2 separate regions of the Zea mays genome follow, and region 1 is linked to region 2. Evidence: chromatin contacts called from public Hi-C data. All regions are on one chromosome and are shown on one strand. The core of a region is the stretch at or near the end of the contact, and the rest is flanking DNA. Distances in the headings are between cores, read along the strand shown. Region 1 holds the start of LOC100285436 (synaptic vesicle 2-related protein). Region 2 holds the start of LOC103643706 (F-box/LRR-repeat protein At3g48880).

Region 1 (2,984 bases), core at 320-2,819, 160 kb before region 2:
CTTCAGACTAGTGAGAAATGAAATCAGTTTCCTGTGAATCCTAAAGGACTTGAAATTATTCCTGCCTGCCTTAAGAAGCCAAGGCCTGTAAATTGAAACATAAAGAGTTTGCTGGAGCAGATCCTTACTTTCTTCCGTATCTGTCGGAAATAAAGCCCCAAGCACAAGCTCCGATTAGCATGCCAGCAAACACAACACTGGATAGCAGACTCTCGTCTTGGGGAGAGACATTCCACTCTTCCCGCACCACTGGTCCAAGGAATGACAATAGCATGACCTCCATGGCTTCTGCAACCCAGCCCATTCCTGCATATGCAAGGACAAGTGCTTGGAACTTTCCAAACCCCATGAGCGTAAGAGCGTCATCAGTAGTGTATGTTTCCATATGAGCAGCACCTGCAGATTCTGCAAAGCAAAAGGTGTCTCTAAGAAATTCCAAGCATAAACTTGTGGTGAACCAACAATCAGAGATTTTGAGATTGCACGTATTTGCTTTTATAGTGTTTGTCAATACCATATACAAAACGAATCCATTTTTAGGGAACATACTGGACTCACCACTGAACCAGTGTGTGTAGCACCGTGATCTGACAACGCTTATTTGATGAGTAGAATGAGTATCAGTGTCTATCTGATCCAAGTTTCAGAATCAACCATTGCAGTGCATTGACATTTTCTCTTTTTTTTCCTTTTTTTCTTTTGCGAGAAGATCTTTATTTTTCTGGAGTAAAAGAGGATGCCGATCGCCACTGCACAGTGAAGGAGGTCAATGTTCAGAAACAGAAGGCAAGTGTAATCCACCCAGCAAATTAAGGGAGCCATGCTTTATTGACAGAAGCTGAGAGCACAAAGGAAGCATAACTACAGAAGATGGGCAGCATAGTAACGATAGCGGAGACGAACTGCCATATTTCGGCATAGTATATTCCTTGTGGCTAGAGAGATCGTACGGTATATTGGCTGAAGATGCGCAGGAGCGTCGACTTTGAGTGGCAGCTGATTGGGTACATCTTCTTGACACTGGTTTCTCAACTCAGACTAAAGAAACGCCACGAGTAAATACGCGGAGCTACAGGTCCATGGTTTTGCCATAGACCATAGTTCAGGGCCGAATTTCAGAGCGTGCATACAGATACAGTGAGAGCACTGCCGCTTAAGTCGAGCAGTACATGTATGCCTAGCCTAGTGTGTGCGCCCGCCGCACTCTCGCAGGAGGAGACCGCCACCGGTATTCGGCTACGGCAGGCCTGGAGCGGGGTGGAGGAGGACAGACGAAGGAAACGAAGGAATCAGTAAGAGGCGAGGGCAAGGGAGGAGTGGAGGGAAACGAAGCGAACCCAGGCTGGCGGGCGAGCTGAGCAGCGGATGCGGGCGACGCCGGTGACTCAGGACCGGCACTTCGAACGGAGGAGCGGTCGGTCCCTCTCCGCCCCGGCTGGCCGGTGGGCGCAGAGCGGCTTAGGTCGCGCCGCTCGCTGTTTGTTGGGAGGCGGTAAGACGAACGAGTAACGAGCGAGCCGCCTAGAGAGCAGATCAGCGTAGCACTTCTGGTGAGATGTTCAGTTTCGTTTGAAGTAGTGGGCGCTCCGGTCTTGGTGGTATTTTTATTTTTAAAACTATTTCTAAAAATAATATTAGGAATTTACTTAGAAAAAATATGTTTGAGCGCAGAAATCCTTCTAGCATGACTAACTATGTTGCCGTTTTTTTAATTTGATGATCCAAATGACACAGCGTGCTAAATTGGAGAACTACCGCTGCATTTTACGCTATCAAAAATATCGACTAGAACATGTTAAGCTAATCATCACCACCATTGTAAAGTAACGCAGTGTCCTCATTCCAACCCTCTACGATAATCTTATTCATGTGGATAGGCTCACCTTTCTATGTCCTATCTTATTTTTGTGTGAAGTATTTGGTCTCCAATTTACAGTGGCTTGAGAATTCAAGCATCCTTCTTTGCTCGCTCTTCTTCTCCTGCAAGATCGATGAGTTCGCAAAGTCTAGAAGTGTCCTCTTTATCTTCACCACTTTCATGGACCTCCGTAATATGAGATAATACACAAAGAGCCATTTTTACTTTATGCTCCTATGTCTTTCTTCTTTCAAACCTGACATGTGCTACCTTACTAGCGTGCTCATTGCATATATTGTTCTTTTCCTACAAAGAGAAATACGATAAATTAGCCACCTACATTAAAATAAAAACAAGGTATCAAAATAATTACATAATCCAAGGCAATCCAAGCACTCATTGTGCAAACCAGCAACAAGGTCATTCATGAGTTGCAATTGAATTTTGTCTCATTTGCCCTCTCCTCCTCTGCTTTCTACCTGGCATTCCATGGCCCTTGCATCTCTCAAACATACCACCCATTTGTACTTAGATATATCAAATTAAATAGATCTTGTTTCTATGCTTGGCGACGTAACTTATCTTTTTGGATTCTAACAAATTTGTTGACACACTGAGATCCATATTTTGATTTTTGTTGCATTACTTGCTTCTATCGAATTGTATCCTCACATTCATGTCTAAATTTGGAATCCTTTTAGTTTCATTTTCTAGTGCTCCATTGACAAAAGGTCATTATATGCCAAATGTTCAATTTTAAGTATTTAAAAATGTCCCACCAACCTCATCGTAATCAACCATATGGTCGCATCGATTGTCTATTCTAAGCTCCAAAGGAACTAGGGCGTAGCGTGCTTCAATTCCACATTTTTAGAGGATTGGGAGGGCTATGATATGTTTCTTTTCTTTCTCATTTTCTTTGGCTCTGACCAATAAGACTTAGGTATATGCATCCACTCAATAAAATGACACTTTCAATATTCATGGTGCAGACGAGGACATTATTAATTCTAGGGGTAAATACAAGGATCAAGATAAACAAAGATAAGGACAACTACATCTCCATAATCACGTAGAGGAGGGTTCTCAATGTGTTCATTGGTAGCTTTGATCTTCTCTTCGTTCA
Region 2 (3,028 bases), core at 20-2,519:
TAAATACAATAATAATAGTATAATTCCCCTGCTCATACAATAGAATGAAATCCAAACTGCATTAATTATGTTGTGTACTTATGTGTGGGCTCTGTCACTTAGCAGCCGCGCCGCGACCGCGAGCACCAGCGACAGAGATCACATCACGTCAACGTAGGACGAGTCGCAGAAACCGCCACCGCCGGGGAACTCGTCGTCTAGTTCGTCCACCAGCTTCGACCCTCCGACGTCGAACCGCAGGATCCTGGCCCCGTGCCTGAGCACCTCCTCGTCCTCGTCGTCGAAGCCAACGCAGCTGCGCGCGCTGAACTCCCGCAGGTCCCTGCAGGCGGCGAGGATGGCGAGAAGCTGCTCCTTGGGCAGGTAGGAGCGGTCGACGCAGAGGGAGCGGAGCCTGGGCAGGGAGCGCGCCAGCGCCGCGGCGTCCTCGCGCTTGAAGGCCCCCGAGGTCTTGAGGCTGGCGAAGGCCGGGCAGTGCAGCGCGACCTGCGCGGCGAGCGCCGGGAAGGAGGAGGACGACGGCTTTGTCTCCAGCTCCAGATGCTCCAGCAGCGGCCACCGCGGGACGAGGTCCGGCAGGCGCGCCTCGTCGCCGACCGTCAGGTGCGGGAGCGCCAGGCGCCGCAACCTGGGGCACCTGCTCGACGCCGAAGCATGTGAGACGCGTGCTCGTGCGAGGTGGCAGCAACAGCAAGAGCAACCATACAGAGGCGAGGCGTGCGCAGCAGGCAGACAGAGGCACTAACCGGAGCGAAATGTGGTCGATCTCGTGCGCCGGCTCGGCGAGGAGCGGCGGGAGCGCGACGTCCTCGGCGGAGCCGCGCGCGCGCCACACGCAGATCCTGAGGAAGCCCGCGAGCGAGAAGCCGCGCACGGCGTAGCGGCGCGCGAAGGCGGCGGCGAGCGCGCCCCAGGGCATGAAGCGCGCGACGTGGTCCCGGCGCAGGTCGAGGGCGCGCCACAGGGACGGTTCGGCGGCGGCCCGGCGCCAGCCCCGGCACACGAGCGGGGCCGCCGCCGCCAGGTCCTCCAGGTCGAGGCGCCCGAACACGTGAACCAGGCAGTCCGTGTCCATGTCCGCCCACGGCGCCGCGCTGGGGCCCTGGACGGACGCGGCCGACGCCGTCTCCATGGCTTGTAGTTCTTGGCGGCGAGCGATCGAGCTCGAGGAGTCGATGGGCGGCTTTACAATGCGAATGGTAAGACTTAAGAGAGAGAGAGAGAGAGAAGAATGACAGATATATAGAGGCAGCCGCCCCCGCCTTTACAAAGCTGCCGTGGTCGGACCGGTCTCGCGAGCCATTCTATATATATATATATCTCTCTCTCTTGTTTTTCGTTTTCTCCCCCTCTTTTCGTCCATTATCAAATACGATACGCATACGCCGTAGGCATGACATGAACAATACAGTGCTCACGCTAGGGCCTGCATAAATTGCATAATTAAGCCCATGCGTCATATTCGTATACGTAAGATACTAGCGAAATACGGCTCGTTGTGTACGTTTTTGTACAATTGTACTAGTTTTTTTTGAAAGGGTTTTCCTACTAGTTGAAATGGAGAGACGGCCGTTCTACTATCTTTTACTGAATGGGTCGTTAACAGCGACGCGCCCTGTACTACTGTGTCCGTGTGCTATGCATCTTGGCCATTTGACCATTGACCATGCATGCAACTTGGCCGGCCGGGCACGCACACGCACGACACGACTGGCCTGCTCCTTCTGGCTGCTGGCCTGCTGCCCAATGTGCAGTGCACACAGTGCGACGCGGTTTTCGCTTTTGCAGCATTCACTGCTGGGGACGCTCCACGTGCTTAAAAACTAAAGCCTCCGTTTTAAATTACAAGCTACTATAATTTTATCAAAATATCTCGGGTTTAGTCAAAAATTTAAAACAAATAATAGAACTATAGAATATTAAACAAGAATGCTGTAAAATAATCAATATAAAATATAAGGTACTTATTTAATATTATAAGTGTTATTATTATATAAGATTAATTGCATTTAAAATATTTTCACTCTATAAAATAAAATCGAATGAAGGGTGTATATGTGTCCCGGGACCGAGGCATGTCAGGATAAAAACAGAAATATATAAAGGGCACATGCGGCCCTGCTTAGGTCTAGTCAAAACTTTAGGATTGATTTGGTGACCAGAGAATTAAAGTTAATCTATAGAGATGAAACCTTTCTCTATTTAAAATTGAAGAGCAGGAGATTTCCTTCCTTATGGATCCCTTCCAATTCCCTAATCACCAAAACAACTCTCAAAAATAAAAATTAGTCACTACTCCATCCGTCTCAAAATAAAATTGGTTTTAACTCTTAATTTTTATGTCTATATTCAATATTTTATTTTAGGACAGGTGGAGTATTATACCAATTTATAATTTGTTGACTTTTATGTATCAAGTTTAGTCGGCTTGTCTTATTCAACGTTTTTGCAAAAAAAAAATGCAAAGCTATGCTTAAAGTACATTATATACTAAACAGTATCACAATAAAAATTAATAAAAATTATGATTTTTTGAATAAAATGAGCCGATCAAACTTTGTGTAAAAAATCAAACGAATTGTAAATTGGAACAGAGAAAGTAATATTTAGTTTAGTCAACTAAAGTTTTATTATATACTCACTCTGTCCCAAAATAGTCTTGGTTCCATGTATATATTCAAATAAATGATAATGAATCTGAACAAATATAAAACACATACGTCAAGTATTGTATAAATACATTAACACCCCAAAACGAATTTTAATTTGGAGGGAGTATGTGTTGTTTGCAGCTCCATGGATACATGTTAGTCCTATACTTCTATTACATGAGTTTACCGGATTAATTAATGGACTACTTGATAGTTGTTAGAACTTGTTTAGATTCTCTAGTCTAAATTTTAGACTTAAATTAGCTCGAGACAAGTAATGCAAAGCTAACTTTAAACTTTAGTCCACCCCATACTAGAACTCTAAAGTTTAGAAAAGGATATCCAAATATTTTCTTAATTAGCTAGCGTTAAACTGA

Evidence for each region. Hi-C and Micro-C count contacts between places; a contact is called where the count stands out from the background.
Region 1: a contact with region 2 is called in a Hi-C map of ear, with 1.6 times the contacts expected there. The contact joins the promoter of LOC100285436 here to the promoter of LOC103643706 in region 2. A contact is called at or near these places in 2 of 25 Hi-C or Micro-C datasets (ear and leaf).

The regions. Positions count from the first base shown.
Region 1 is chr1:258,998,502-259,001,485 of Zm-B73-REFERENCE-NAM-5.0, reverse strand. LOC100285436 (synaptic vesicle 2-related protein) reads right to left here and starts at 1,569. Exons shown (of 7, transcript NM_001158329.2): 1 at 1,338-1,569; 2 at 559-749; 3 at 129-405. The coding sequence starts at 385. It overlaps LOC109943771 (a long non-coding RNA gene), which reads right to left. Exons shown (of 2, transcript XR_002266851.2): 2 at 2,916-2,984.
Region 2 is chr1:258,835,947-258,838,974 of Zm-B73-REFERENCE-NAM-5.0, reverse strand. LOC103643706 (F-box/LRR-repeat protein At3g48880) reads right to left here and starts at 1,269. Exons shown (of 2, transcript XM_008666878.3): 1 at 747-1,269; 2 at 1-637. The coding sequence starts at 1,132. The coding sequence ends at 139.